Regions from separate parts of the Mus musculus genome. Here all the other regions are linked to region 1. A link is a contact called in public HiChIP or PLAC-seq data. All regions are on one chromosome and are shown on one strand. The core of a region is the stretch at or near the end of the contact, and the rest is flanking DNA. Distances in the headings are between cores, read along the strand shown. Region 1 has its middle 23 kb from the start of Gm39404. Region 2 has its middle 62 kb from the start of Gm46148. Region 3 has its middle 32 kb from the start of Gm46148.

The links. HiChIP or PLAC-seq counts read pairs in DNA pulled down with a chosen protein or histone mark.
Region 2: a BATF HiChIP or PLAC-seq map of CD8 T cells shows a contact between it and region 1, with 6 read pairs. The contact joins two enhancer-like sites. A contact is called at or near these places in 1 of 15 datasets of contacts at CTCF or cohesin (CD8 T cells), 2 of 484 Hi-C or Micro-C datasets (the MC3T3-E1 cell line and nephron progenitors) and 1 of 115 datasets of contacts at active chromatin or transcription factors (CD8 T cells).
Region 3: a BATF HiChIP or PLAC-seq map of CD8 T cells shows a contact between it and region 1, with 5 read pairs. The contact joins two enhancer-like sites. A contact is called at or near these places in 5 of 484 Hi-C or Micro-C datasets (the Ba/F3 cell line, the HL-1 cell line, Th2 cells and 2 more) and 1 of 115 datasets of contacts at active chromatin or transcription factors (CD8 T cells).

The regions. Positions count from the first base shown.
Region 1 is chr9:94,605,327-94,610,167 of GRCm38.p6, reverse strand. No RefSeq gene overlaps it. Among named protein-coding and RNA genes, the nearest start is that of Gm39404, 23 kb to the right of the region's middle. Within about 2 kb of position 2,502, at least 56 of the 459 cell types and tissues checked have an H3K27ac peak or open chromatin away from gene starts, as enhancers often do. A contact at or near this core is called in CD8 T cells, where this site is marked.
Region 2 is chr9:94,409,157-94,413,997 of GRCm38.p6, reverse strand. No RefSeq gene overlaps it. Among named protein-coding and RNA genes, the nearest start is that of Gm46148, 62 kb to the left of the region's middle. Within about 2 kb of position 2,462, at least 33 of the 459 cell types and tissues checked have an H3K27ac peak or open chromatin away from gene starts, as enhancers often do. A contact at or near this core is called in CD8 T cells, where this site is marked.
Region 3 is chr9:94,438,998-94,443,838 of GRCm38.p6, reverse strand. No RefSeq gene overlaps it. Among named protein-coding and RNA genes, the nearest start is that of Gm46148, 32 kb to the left of the region's middle. Within about 2 kb of position 2,223, at least 15 of the 459 cell types and tissues checked have an H3K27ac peak or open chromatin away from gene starts, as enhancers often do. A contact at or near this core is called in CD8 T cells, where this site is marked.

The DNA.
Region 1 (4,841 bases), core at 1,253-3,752:
TAAAAACATTTTAAGATGACAGAGCAAGAAGGTAAGTCAGGAGGAAGAATGCTTTCACCAGGAATCGCACCATTTGGCACCTTAATCATATACTTCCGTTCCTCCAGAGCTGCAAGAAAATTAACTTGCCTCATTTAAGCCGCTTGGACTGTGGTGTTTGTTATAATAGCACAAGGCGATTACCATAAATCTCAATACTACTTAACATTCATAACTTCTGCTAGATCCTTTTGATTTTAAAGATGTAAATTTCTAGAGATATAGCCAAATAAAAACCACAGTATTACACTTGTACGTTGTTTGTCTCTGAATGCTAGATAGACCAGGAGGGACAGTGTGATACCACATATTACATGGTGTGAGTTGTTGTTACAGCTTGCTTAGTCTAGAGAGACTATTAAGTAATACCTTTAGTATAGGACTTTGTTGTTGTTGATAATGATGATGGTGGTGATGTCATCATTGCTGTGCCATCTGCTAAGATTATAAAGTATGGTGACTTACAGCTTCCACTTCCCCTCTATAAGGACTGGGAAGAGGAAGGGGCAGCCATGACATCAAAGCCTACTCAGGACTAATGACAAAAGTACCTCTTGGTGACACATGTTCTATGTACAAAAAGCCAGATGAAGGCCAGTAACTGACAAAGAGGGAAGAAAGTTTGTTACATCTCAAAGTGTGTTTGTAAAAGATACCAAAATGCAGAGTTTCGCGAATGAAAAATTTATGGATTGGGTTATTCTTGGCTTCTACATTTGTTCCCACCAATGGTGCCAATCAAAATAGCATCATTTGAGCACCATAAGGATATGAAAGCCAGTATCAGTATGCTATATTGTCAGTACATAATGTCTGTGGAAGCCATAGCATAAATATTCTGAAATTGAAAGTTCCCAGGGATCTCAAGAAAACCACGCTACATTCATGCTGCCGTGGAAAGTACTCTCTCTTAGTTATTATAATTGCTCCAATTTTGTTTCAATAATCTGATTTTTCTAATTATCATGGTAGAAAAGAAGCCCTGTGTTGTTTTTTCCATTAGTGACAACAGTAATAACTTTCTATGTGTGCCAGGCACATGCTAATAAGCAAGTCTGTTGAGGTTTGGACATTTGCAATTCTAAGTGTGGGCCCTCTGAGACCTAGTCGCCCCAGAGAGGAGAGAATAGACCTAGTCGCCCCAGAGAGGAGAGAATCTGCATGTAGACTCAAGTGATGCTATGCAACCTTGCTCCCAGGTTATTTCTGATTGGTAAATAAAGATCTCATCAGCCAATAGTTGGGCAGAAGATAAATAGGTGGGTTTTAGGATTCCTGGTCTGAAGGTTGGAGGAGAACCTCAAGAGAGAAGAAAGGAGGAGGAGAGAGAATTTGCCACGGGTTAGGCGAGTCATAAAAAACGTAGCTCTGGGGGCTGACCAATTGGAGTTAAGAGCAGCCTAATGAAACATAGTGAGTAATAATTCAGGGTTATCAATAGGAAAGTAGATTCTAATAGCATAGATAAAAAGACAAGAAGAGAAGAAATATGCTTTGGTGGAGGTACAATCAGTTATGGGTGAAGGGGATGCCTTTGTGAGCCCATGCTGAGGCATCCCTTCCCCTTGAGGGACCCAGATAAAGGACGAGAGAGGGGGGAGAGAAGAGAAGAGAAGAGAAAAGTAGAGGTTGGCCATGAGCACATGGAGAGAGAGGGGAGGGGTATAGGGAGAGAGGGGCAAAGGGCAAGGGGACAGAGCAAGAACAAGAGGACAAGAGCAAGAGAGAGCAGAGGGGGCAAGCAGCCCCTTTTATAGTGAGTCAGGCACACCTGGCTATTGCCAGGTAACTGTGGGGCAGAGTTTAGACAAAATGCTAACAGTAGATATCTGCCCAGCTCTTGTGTTGTTTAAGGCTTATTGTAAATATAAAGGTTATAATGTGTCTTTTATCCAGGAACTAAATGGTCAAAAGTGGGGTAGAAAGCCCGGATTGTTATTAAAAATTTCTACAACACAAGTCAAATCTACAATTTACAATTGTCAACCATAGACTGGTAGATCTGATGACGTGTGGAGAGGTAAGATTTACATTCCCAGTATTTTTCACACAGCTCTGAGAATATACTCTGCTACTCCACCCCAAACCATTGTCAACAACCAAAGGAACAGGCCAAAACCTGTCGGGCTGGCCTGGAAGACAGTTGCTTACATTCCAGAGTCACAACTGAGTGAAAGTCATTGAACAGCTGCTGATACACTTGTACCTCCCTTCGGCTTGTTAGTTTATTCTTTGTGCCAGTGTGACAGGGCAAGAGAGTGCAGAGGCTCCTACATCTTATATTCTTGCTGAGGCCATGTGGCCATTTTAGGTTTAACTAGAATTTGATAGTTCCTTGATGGAGACTCCTGTGAAAAATTACCCAACTCTATTTCAGATCAGAAAGTCAGGATGCCCGAGCCAACTTATCTTAGCTACCATTAAACTGCCTGTTCCCCCTCCAATTAACTGTTTATCTTAGCTTCTATTAAACTGCTTGCTTGTGCAACCCCCGCCCCCGCCCCCCTGCAGCTACAGAATGAGATAGCAGGATGTGGTTTTCACCTTTTAAAGAAATCTCTTAGCCTAAACACGTGGTGCTACACATGGGTCTTAAATATCTGAGTGTCATCCCAGCTGGCTGGAAAAAAAGACTCTCGATTGGATCATATAGACCATATCTGTGTGTTCTTCTCTGGTGGGTTCCAGACATTAACCAAAGCCCTGTCCTCACCACCTTCCTCTAGTGAGTCAAGGAGACTATGGCTTAAAAAAGAAAATGAGATTTCTAAAAGGGTAAGAAGCTTCAGGCTAGGTTTACTCATCTAAGAAAAGTTGTAATTTGTAAAAATAAAGAAACTTTGATCTTCAGCCTCCTCCAGGTTTTAGTGACTAAGTTGTTGAAAGTCTTTGTGTATATGTGTGTGTGTGTGCGCGCGCGTGTGTGCCTATGTGTGACGTGGGAGGAGAAATGAGCAAATAAGCCTGTCTGAGAACAGGCTGGCCCACGAAGAAGCCTGTTGGCTGTTTTTTAAAACTTCATTAGTCAGTTCGTGACTCATGATTAGAAAAGAAATTGTTGCAGTATATAGCTATCACCAGTTTTAGGACATCTACGTATTGCTAATTGACACATGATTATAAATAAATTGCTTCGAGGGTGTGTGATTTCTCACAAACTTTGCTTTCTGGGAATCCTAAAGTAGAAGCAATCCTGTCTAATACCTGGGCTCTCACAATAAGCCTTTTATGTTCCTGATGTGGAAAAAATTCCATCAATAAAATGTGCTTCAAATAACTATCTTCTCTTTGAAACGTTTGTATCACACTGAGATTCTCCACAGAAATATGAGAATTCTCATATTTCTAAGAGACTATCCATGAAAGGACAGGAGAAACAGGAAATTTTCACACAGCATGGAAGAGGGCGGGGCTGACCCAGTGGGCAGAGAGACAAAGGCCAGTAGCTTGCCCAGCTCTTTCACACCTAGACATTTTATGGCCTCTCTGCTCGGAACTACATTTATGAGCTAACCCAGGAAGTGTGTTAGATTGGAAACTGGAGATTTTTCTAGTTAAATGTTGGCTCATGTACAGCATACCCCTCAGGCCATTTTCTGGACTGTAACTGGGTAGGAGAAGTAATGACTACCTTGAATGGCCTCTAGAAGTGAGCCAAGAGGCAAGCAGGGTAAGTGTGGCATGGTTCAAAAGCCCTGATTGAACAATCAAAGGGGCCTGCTTCTTAGCCATACTTTTCATTCTCAGAATACCTTTGAGACAATTACATAATGTTTCTAGGTTTCTGTTGTTCCTAAAACTTTAGCGGTATTTCAGATATAAGGATAATGGCTCTGTAGTTAATATTATTGGCAATGAAATGAGAGCTAACACCTAGGAGCTTCTCTGCAGACAAGGAGGGGGGAAGCAACGGAATACTGGGTCCTGGTTTCCTGTGTCCTGGATACCACAATTTTAAACTATGAAAGCTCTTACTTATTAACTTACTTGAGTCCCTTTGTAAAGAGCATATGAACTGGTATTGTATAGAGAAAGCACATCAAAATAGCCTTTTGAAGCATGGAGTTAAGGGAAAATAGTTCTGACCTTCCCAGATGATCAAGTACAGAACTTACTGTGTTCTGGGTGGTGGTGCAAGTCCTGGGTGGTGGTTGGAAGACATGTGGGATTTTCTTTGGACAGTTTCTCCCAGGGCAAAGGTGACAGAGGTCTTTCACATAGTTTCTTTTAGAGCAGGACTTTATGATGTGTGATGCTGATTTTCATCTGGGATGGTCAACAGAAGACGTCCTGTTCCCACAGAGTTCCATGCTAAGGAGACGTCCCACACCTCAAGTGTTACAGTTCAGCTGTTTGGCAACTGGGAGTTTGAAAGTAACTGCAGGTGTTTTTAATGTAGCCGAGGTGATGGGCATACTAGTCCTTCTATCATCATGATGAGTTTCAATGGTTGTTTCCTTTTTTCTGAAGGAACAAACTTCAGAACAATGAAGCAGAGCCTATCTATGTGATCCAAAGTTGTTATCATGGGGGGGGCATTCTTTGATGATCATGTTTGAATGTATATTAGCATTGGAAACACCAAGCAAGATCCCAATACGGGTGACTTCTTACTTAGTGGACAGAAGTCCATTCATAGTGAAGAGGTTGGTGGCAAACACCTGACCTGTCCCACTGACACTCACTGACCCAGGAGCCTGGGTGCTGGTATATCATTGCCTTTCTCTTCCTTTGGTTCAGAGAGTATTCTAAACCCCAAACACTTCACAGTGGAACTGAGGGTACACAGGTGACTTCTTGAC
Region 2 (4,841 bases), core at 1,213-3,712, 200 kb after region 1:
CTACTCCATTTACTGATGACCATATGTCTTGGTGAATTGAAGAAACTTCCTCTATTCCTGGTACTATGACAAAGTATCACAGACTGTGTAATTTATAAAGAACAGAAATTTCTTTCACACAGTTCTGGCTCTGCTAGTTCTCAGTTGAGTCTACCCACAGATTTGGTGTCTTGTGTGCCATGGATGGTGTTTTCCTCATATGCCCAAAAGGATTGCAGCTTGGTGGGTAGCTCTCTGAGCCTCATTCAGTTGTAATTGTACAGCTCTCCTCATTTGAATTCTTCTCAGTTAGCCCATTGCCCTGAGTCTAAGTTTTGACACTGATGTTGGAGGGACACATACATTCAAATCATAGCAGCATTGCTCAAAATCAGGAAACAAGCATGAGCTACAACTCCGCATATCCCCCAGTATTCCAAGTGCTATGAAGTTTGCTTGCAAACGTTGACTATGAATGAGTTAATAACTTTTTTCATATGGGTGTATGACTGGGACCTCTGATTCAAGATAACACACTCTGTGATCCCAAAGCTATTAATAACAGCTCTTTTTGCTGTCGAGTACTGTGCAACCTCTGTTTACACTGGGCACAGAAGCGTCATCTAGCTCTTACCCTATAAAGCAGTGTGGTTCTCTAGATCTTCGCAGCCAATGAGCTAAATCCCAGTAGGAGGAAAACTCATGTCAGGTCGTACATGGAGCATGTTACAGGACTTATAATGGCACCTAGGTCCTTGTACTCCATCCTGTGATTCCAACATTGGTGAGAGAAGACATAATATTTCCCACAGCACTGTGTGTGTGTGCGCGTGCGCGAGTGTTCGAGCATGTGTGTGCATACAGAAAGTGAATATACCTTAAGTTGTAGCACCTACATATATTTATATAGTATAAAGGCCTGAAATTGGGTGGTAGGGAGGTGGTGGTGAGTCTTGAAGAAGTTGGGTGGTAGGGGAATGACTATGATTAAAATACATTGTATGGAATTCTTTAAGAATAAATACAGCATTTCTTTAAGGAAAATAAAGGAGAGGATGAGACAGCTTAATTTTATTTGGACCTTTTCATCAACATATCATTTTAAATATTCTAAAGTTGAAAGTGTCAGGGTTTTAAATTTGTAGCACACCTACCTAGAGGACATTAGCAAGCTTTTATTACATATCATGCTAATTAGATAATGAACATACAAAGAAAATGAGTGCATACTATAAAGTTTTACAAAAAGAATTAGCTTAGATTTTTTTCCCCCTCCAGTGGATTTAACACTTTGGCTAGCTAGCTCTTCCTTTAGCACTTTCTGCCCACTAAGTTATTAAATTAGTATACACAGAAGACTTTTCTAAGAATCTACAGTGTAAAGCGTTAAGCAGAAATTATATGTAATGAAAATGAAAGCTGATGTACAGAGTGTATTAGCTGGAAGTTGTTACACTTGTGTATGCATGTTTGTGTGGCAGTGTTTATGTGTGTGTACCTGTGGCATCCAGTGGTCCTCCTGGGGTGTTGTTAGCAGGGTACTATCTAGCTTGTTTGTTGAGACAGAATCTCTCACCTGGTTCAGGACTCAACTCAACATCAATCTCTCTCTCTTCTCCTTGTCCCCAGTGCTCGGATTACAAAGCCTGTGTGAACACACCTGGATTCTTTTCTTTTAATGTGTGTTCTGGGGTTGATCTCAGGTCCTCAAGATTGCCAGGCAAACCTTTGATGGATTGGCCCGTCTCCCACGCCCCACTTTTCCGTTTAAGAGTGTTTCCAAGAAGTGTTAGTTTGTATCAGACAGTTACTTCTGGGATGCAGGCAGTTTAAGTTACATTGTAGTCGTACTAGATTCTCAATGATTTTCATTTGTAAGAATTTAAGCCATAACCTGCTGGTACATGGAACAGTAGATGGAACTTCTAGTACCTTCCATGATGCTTTTCCAATTTTGTACTTTGCTCTTCGATTGATAACTTCATCCTGTGAAGAGAATTTTGCTTCTCCACATACAGAGGCAGAGATCCATGTAGCCACAAGTCCATGTTCCCTGAGCTTGTTCCAGCTTGCCTTCGATACCATCTCCTTCTCCACTTCTAAGCCTGCACATTGCATGGTGTCTCACTTCCTCATCAGCTCCTGACTTTGCTTGGTCCTCTCTTTTGTGTCCTGCGTGGGTTCACACAACTAAGCATTAAGGTGATTGGTATGGATACTCTCCATGTAAATAATAGCTTTGTCTGCAGATGTTCACAGTGTAAGATTCAAATGTGATAAATGGATAAACATGCCTCCTGAAAAAGCTGATTTCTCAGCCTGTGGCCTTGGAGAGCAGACCCCACACTGGATTTCAGAGACACCTTTGCTGAGGTTTTGAGTCATTGTCACATGTTCGTTTTAAGGATGTTTCCTTAGAAAATGAGTCATGGTGGTGGGAACTTTATAGCTTGTTGAAGGTGTGGTGGGTGTCAATGTTCTCTGCACTGCCTGTGCTCCGCAGTACAGATGTTACAGCCCATACTTTTGTGAGACTATAGCTTTTGCTACACTGATGGAGTGGCTTTGGGGAATCACAGAGGTCAGTTTCTCTGGTGTGGAAGCCGGCAGAGAGTTGCTTGATTTCTCAGAAGGGCTCTTTTCACTGCTCAACACTCCCCGCAAGCTAGTTTCTGAAGTTCAAACAAGCCTCACATCGATCCAGGGAATTTACTGGATAATAAATTAACCTAGATTACAGGGTTTACCCCTGCAGACCAGGAACCATGGGTTTAGGGAGGGTTTGAGAATGTGCCTTTCAAACTTGGTGCCACAGATGCCTCTCGTTCAAGAGACCACACTTTGGCCACCACTGCTCCAAGCCAGCTGGCAGCTTCTCAGGCCTAAAACTTAGCTGTACAGCACTCACTGCTAGCTATTGTCCTGTTTCCTGGCCTCCGTTCTCTCCACATTCACCTATTAAAGATCTATGTTCTCTCCTTTGCATAGTTTATGTCAGATCTCCCTCATCCACAAAGTTCCCCAAATAGCTTCTAACCACCTAGCCTGCATCCTTCCCTCAGCACCCATTACCGCTCTGACAACAAAGGATGGAATCTTAATCTTTTCTCTTTAATCTTTGTTTTAAAGTGGTTGGCAAGGAGCTTATAGTAGACTTCGTCCATGGGATCCAAGTGCAGACTCACATTCATGCTCCTGCCTGTCTTTCATCTCCCTCGTTTCTATAAATCTAATAGCAACGCTGCTGGGACCAAGTGTGTACATTTCTCAGGCTTTCAGGACGGTCACCCCGGCTCAAAGCCTGTCTACGGGAGCGAGAAGGCTCTGCGTATTCACTGGCTTGTCTTGCCAGGCTCTCTTCTCTAGCATTGTGTTTTATTAATCTTTCATAAGGCAATTTGTGACAGGAAAGAGGATCAGTTTTAAATAATCCAAATTTAATTAAGGGCTGTGTATTAAATTTCAATTTCTTTCTTTCTTTCTTTCTTTCTTTCTTTCTTTCTTTCTTTCTTTCTTTCTTTCTTTCTTTCCTGACAGTAGCCCCATCCCATTTCTTCTGCATAGTTTTGCCCTCTTCTCACCCCAGGCCCCCTTTTGGCCATTTTTCTCTGTCGACGATTAAATCCAAGGGCTGAATTCCCAGAGACTTCATTGCTCATGGTAGCATGTGGCTCTGGGCAGTTAGACAGACATCCAATTATCAAAGCAGCCTAATGAGCTAATGACTGCCCAGGGCATTCTCTTGGGAGGGGCCCAGGGACTCCTCTGGAAGTGGTTTCTGTCTGTCACCTGCTCAGACATGGGATGAGCCTTGCAATCACACATTCTCTCAAGAAGGGTAAACAGAGAGGGGTTTCCTAGGCAATGCTGTTTCCCAGCAGTTGAACACTTGCCTTTCCCACCCTTGTTCAGGGTGGCTAGTTGCCAGGATGGTGTGCCCAGGGTTAGCGTCTTGATTATCTGGTAAGAAAAAAAAATGTGCCTAGCCTGTTATGGTGGGAAATATCAGAAACAATAGTTTTCAAACTGCTTAAAATTCTGTCATCTATAGTTTTGTTCACTTCTTTGTGGCTAGTGAAGTGGCTTGCTATTTGAGAGGTGTCATACTTAATGCTTTTATAATTTCTTTGTAGAAAATTAAGAATCTTCATTTCTTTATTTTTTGGCTAATTCTTCCTTCCACAGTCACAGAAACCAATAAAGCACTCCAATCAACACTTCCCCCCTTTTAATATATATATAAGCACGAATTGTTCACTGCATATCAAGCCTTTGAACGAGGGCAGTGACTTTATTAAACTTTACTGGAGTGTGTAAGTCCAGTTTTGGAGACTTGGATGCAATGTCTATATGGTAATTTCTATCTATGTTTGAGCTCAATAGCTTTCAACCTCAGACTCAATAGTTAGAAATTGCATTCAAAAATAGAATCACATTCTAAAACGATTTAAAGTGTTACTCCATATTATTATATTACTTGTTTACACAGGCATAATGAAAAATACCTACACATGAAAGAAAAAAGGAGTGACTTAGATGGAAGAAAGGAGTCTCAGGATACAGAGCTTCACAGAGAGGATATATCACAGACCTTCACAGACAGGATAGCCATCTGTCTGATTTCTCAGGTACATAATTCCAAGGTGGTGCTTAGAAGAAGATGTAAAGCACAATTGGTCTGGAAGACCCAGGATAGAGGCTAATGGAAGATTTGAATAAAACCCACACACTTCCCCAACCATCCGTGAGTTAGAGGTAATTTTATCCAATAGAAGAAAGGGTCATCATTTAGTTGTGGAGGTCCATGCCTAGATTCTTAGTCACATAGACTATGTGATATGGCTGGTGGGTAGGCTATGGGA
Region 3 (4,841 bases), core at 974-3,473, 170 kb after region 1:
AAGGGCACGTTAACATGGGCAAGGGCCTGGGTTTAATTCCCAGCATTGAGGAAAAATAAAAGATAGGACAGGAGCCATGCAGTCCTGGCTTCCATCACCAGCATCTGAAAAAGCCCAAATTATGACAGTCACTATAACTATGATAAAGCTTTTCGGCATTCAAATTTAAGTCACAGTGCCAAGCCAATTCCTGCCATCAAGAGCAAAGACATTATTAAACCCTTTGTGTAGCAAAAGGCAGACTGTTGAGTTAGCTGGCTCACTCTGGAACAGCTAGAGGAGAATGGGGCTGAGGTTACAGTTGGGGGCTTTAATTCCTTTTGTTGTAGCAGTGGTAAAACATCTCACCAACATATTGTAAATAAGGATGCAAGGCTTTATTTTGCCTGGCAGTGTGGGGGTCCAGTCTGTCATAGCAGGGGAGGTGAGGCAGTAACAGCAGGAAGGACATGGTCACACTGGAGTCAAGGAGCAGGCACTGATGATCCAGGGCCGCAGATTGCTGTTCCTCTATCACTCAGGCTAGAACCCCAACCCATTGAACTGTGCTGCTCATATCTATGGCTGGTATTCCCTCCATTAACCCAATGCAGAAACCTGTCTTAGTGATTCTGAAATCCATCAAACTGACGATGCAAACTATGCAGCACATTTGTAGTTCTGAAATTATCAGTCTTGCATGGTTTTATTACATGTGAGTGATTCAAGGCAATCCTTGCTAGACTGATGTGTCCATCCTGTGTTGTCAGATTGGTTACCTTTCAAGTCCTATTGATTTTGATATTGAGTCATTCACCTGTATTAAAACCATAGGAATTTGAGTTTGGAAATAGTAGTCAAATTCATAGCAATGTATAAACAACTACTCTGATCAGCCCAGAACAGGCTCAGCGTTTTCCACTCAACTATTTCCCTCTCAAATATTACAAAGTCACACCCTTTCAGCATTGATGGGTGGCTATCCACGGTCTCAGGTTTGTCTTCAGGTCTGCTATGAGAGGGGGATGCTGAAGGCTTTGGCTCTCAGTTCCACACTCTAAATTGAAGAACCTTAAAAAAAATGAAACTAGTCTTTTTAAAGAATGGAGAACGATTCTATGTTTTAATAATATTATAGCTTGTACTTCACTGATTTTGTGGCTCCACAGTTATTGAATGCTAACATTCATTCCTGTTCCTGGTGGGTCTTTTCAACTGGATTTGTGGGTATTGGCAAGTTAGGAGGGACCCACATATTAGTCTTGTCTGGCTTCTGGTTAAGAAGCCAGTTGATACTAATGGCAATGGTCTAGCTTGTTGCAGATCGAGTGCAGCCAGATACATTAAACCTCCCAAGGTGTGTTAGACCACTCTTTGCTCTCTCTCTTTAAACGACACACTGTACCATTTGGCTTTGATGCCACAGGCAAGAAGTGAGCCAGGTGAAAGAGTAGATTTATATAGAAAAGAAAAAAATCTCAACTATAAATGAAAGTGGGTAGGGGGGATGAGAACATACCTCAGACACAGACACCACTGCCCTTCAGTTTTGTCTTCCTAGAGTTCTGCTCCATTTAAACACTCTTTCAGTGTTAAGGGACATGATGGGATATTGATTTCTGTATTAAAAGGAGCACTTTCTCATGGCCGGTAACTCAGTTTGTAGGGGTGAGATCTCAGAGAAAGATGTATGAAAACGCTTCATAATTAGACAGCCAAAGGAAGATTTAGATAATCTCAGAGATAAACACTGCATATGGATCTTTCTAGGTTTAAAAAGAATATAGCAATTCTTATTTTTATTTTCATTCCCATGGCAACACACTAAAAGAGTCTAGACAAGTCCCTGAGATTAAAATATAATATTTTCTTAGCTTTTTCAAGGAATTTAACTCTTTCTGGACTGCAATGCAATACTGATTCTCTTTACTACTGAAATGCTTAGTGCGGAAAATGTAAAGACATTAGAAATTTAATTATGAAAACAAACATGGAAAATAACACAGGACTTGTGAAGGGCAGATCACAATTCGTTTCTATGTCAATTCCTTCTCTCACTTGTACATAGATGTAGTTAAAAGCTTTGAGACAGACAGCAGACTCCAGCGTTCTCTAGTTTTGCCAGGACATTGTACAAGATTGCTTTTGTAGATGATAACTAATGTTTACGTTCAACACAAAAGGGCACAGAACCAAAGCCAGGTATGAGTATGTCAAGGAAAACCTCAAACCCTTCGTTAAGAAACCACTGGAGCCAACCACCTCCTTGTGGTTATTCTATGTCAGTTGTTATGTGGATCACTGTATGTATACATGCTCAAAAAAATGTTTGCTCAGCAGATGTCAAATTTCAGTGTGTTAGACGCAAACAGGCTAAAAGTTAAAAAAAAAAAAAGATTATTATCTTTACCCTTTCTCTCAATTTCTTATTTTGAATGCAGCAGAAAGGAAATACCAACCCAGAACTGAGTCACACACACACACACACACACACACACAATTACATAAAATAACAGTAAGAGAAAAACAGGAGAGGCTTGGGTGGCCATGAGACTGTTTCTGTCTGACTTCTGTAAGAGGAGTGGGCAGGCAAGGGCAGGGGATGCAGAAAATCTCAACTACAAGGCGTGTTCTAAGAAATTCCAGAGACAACATCTCCGACTGTCAATCTTTGCTGTCAGGTGGACTATGTTTAAGAGCCACAACTTTGGGTGGCCTTCTGTTTCCAAAGAGGCTGAACTAAAGGGAGAAGACGCATCCTGATTATGCGTGGCACCATCTGATGGGCTGGGGTCCCAGACCTGAATAAAAAGGCTTAAGACGGCTGAGCACATGTATTTGCATGTGCGTGCGTGTGTGTGTGTGTGTGTGTGTGTGTGTGTGTGTGTGTGTGTGTGTGTGTGTGTGTGTTTGTCTGTATGTCTGCTTCCTGGCTAAGTATTCACTGTGACTAGATGCCTCATACTCCTGGTGCCACCCCTTCCCTTTGTGAGGCCTGTACCTCACAGAGCCCCAAATAATCCCTTTCACCCTAAACTTGTCTTTTATCAGATATTTTGTCATATGGCTGAAAATAATTGCAGAATCTTCTATCATAGGGGCCCCATCTTGTAGAGCCATTAACTGGTTAGGCTGGCACTATCTTGGAGTAGAGACAGTGGCAGGTTCATCTCATTGGGAAGCTTCAGCTCATCATTCTCTGTGTGGCATTTCAGTGGGGACATTTATATATAGCAGAGTGGTATAGAATTGTGCCTTCACACTGTTTCTTTTAAGAAAGTTTAAACCAATAGCACTTTCCCCTACCTAGCAGCTCAGCAAACTAAGTGACTGGTCAAATCTTATTGACTTTTTGTTTGCATGAACTTAATTATTATTTATCATTACTATTAATTATTATTACTATTATTGTTGCATGTGTGTGTATTTATGTGTGTGTGTGTGTGTGTGTGTGTGTGTGTGTGTGTGTGTGTGTGTGTGTGTGATATGTGTATTTGCACATACAGGCCCACCTTGGCATTTATGAGGACGTCAATTTTGGGAAGTTGGCTCTTTCCTTCTAACCCTTCTGTGGGTTCCAAAGGTTTACCTCATAGTTTTAGACTTCCACAGCAATCCTGTTTATCTACCATCTTGCCAGACATTATTGTTTTTTTTTCTTAAGCAGTTTTCAAATGATTTCCCTCTTACTCATCCCTACCACAGTGTGCCAGCCTCTGAAGGGTCTCATGTGGACTTCTACAGCGATGCTTTGACTGATCTTGTTCCTTGTCATTACTAACATCTCAAGGACTTATTCCACACTCCCAGGGGCCATCTCTAAAGTGTAGTTCACTGTCTTGTTTAAAGACTTTTAATGTTTATCAGTTGCTTTCAGGATAAATTCAGAATTCCCAAATCAAAGCAGCAAATGTCTTTCTAGCCCTAGTCTTCACCACTCCCGATCTGTCAGAATTTTCTAGAACCACTCTGGACTTTCACTATTGCTTCAGAGCAGCTCCTTCCTGTGTTTCCATCTTTGGACTGCATTCTTCTCTTTGCTTAGATTTCTCTTCCTGTGCTGTCTTCTGCCAAATGTGAACTCATTACCCCTTCCTAGAGGATTAAAAAATATTGTTTATATGTCCATTTACTTCAGAAACTTCTTATAGCTATAATGAAATAGAATTCACACAGTAAATTTCACCATTTCAAGCATTGAATTGTTTTAATACATCCTCAGTCCACTTTACTACATTTTCATAATGCTTTAAAAATCCATTATTAATTAGTAACTACTTTTTTTGTTCGTGTTCCCCCCAGATTCTCGGAGCCAACAGTACATTTCCCGTGTCTCTGGATTTGCCTCCTTTGATTGGTTGATAGAAGTCACAAAGCATGAGACCTCTTGTTGCTTCTTTCTATTAGCATAATATTTTCAAGATTCATCCATTTTGTGGGACATTCCTTCTTTGTGTTGTCATATTAGTGCTTCATTTACTATGAAACAATGCTCTACTGAGTAGACATACCACATTTGTTTATTCATTCATCATTTGCTACATATATGGTCCTTTCTAGTTGGAGGCATTATGAATCTTCATGTTTGAGTTTCTATGTAGGAGTCTTTACATCTCTCTTTGTGCAAGTTAGGTTGCTGTGTCACGTGGTAACTTTATGAGGAACATTTTGAAGAGTCATTGAACTGTTGAAATAGCCTAAGCATGATTTAAAATTTCTAAAAGTGGTGAATACATGTTTGAATTTCTCCACATTCATTAGTCTCCCTTTTTGTTTCCAATCATCCTAGTGAGTGGGAAAGGACACCTGCCTGTAGCTTTAAACTGCATTTCTCTGATAGCTTAACAGTATTTATAGAAACA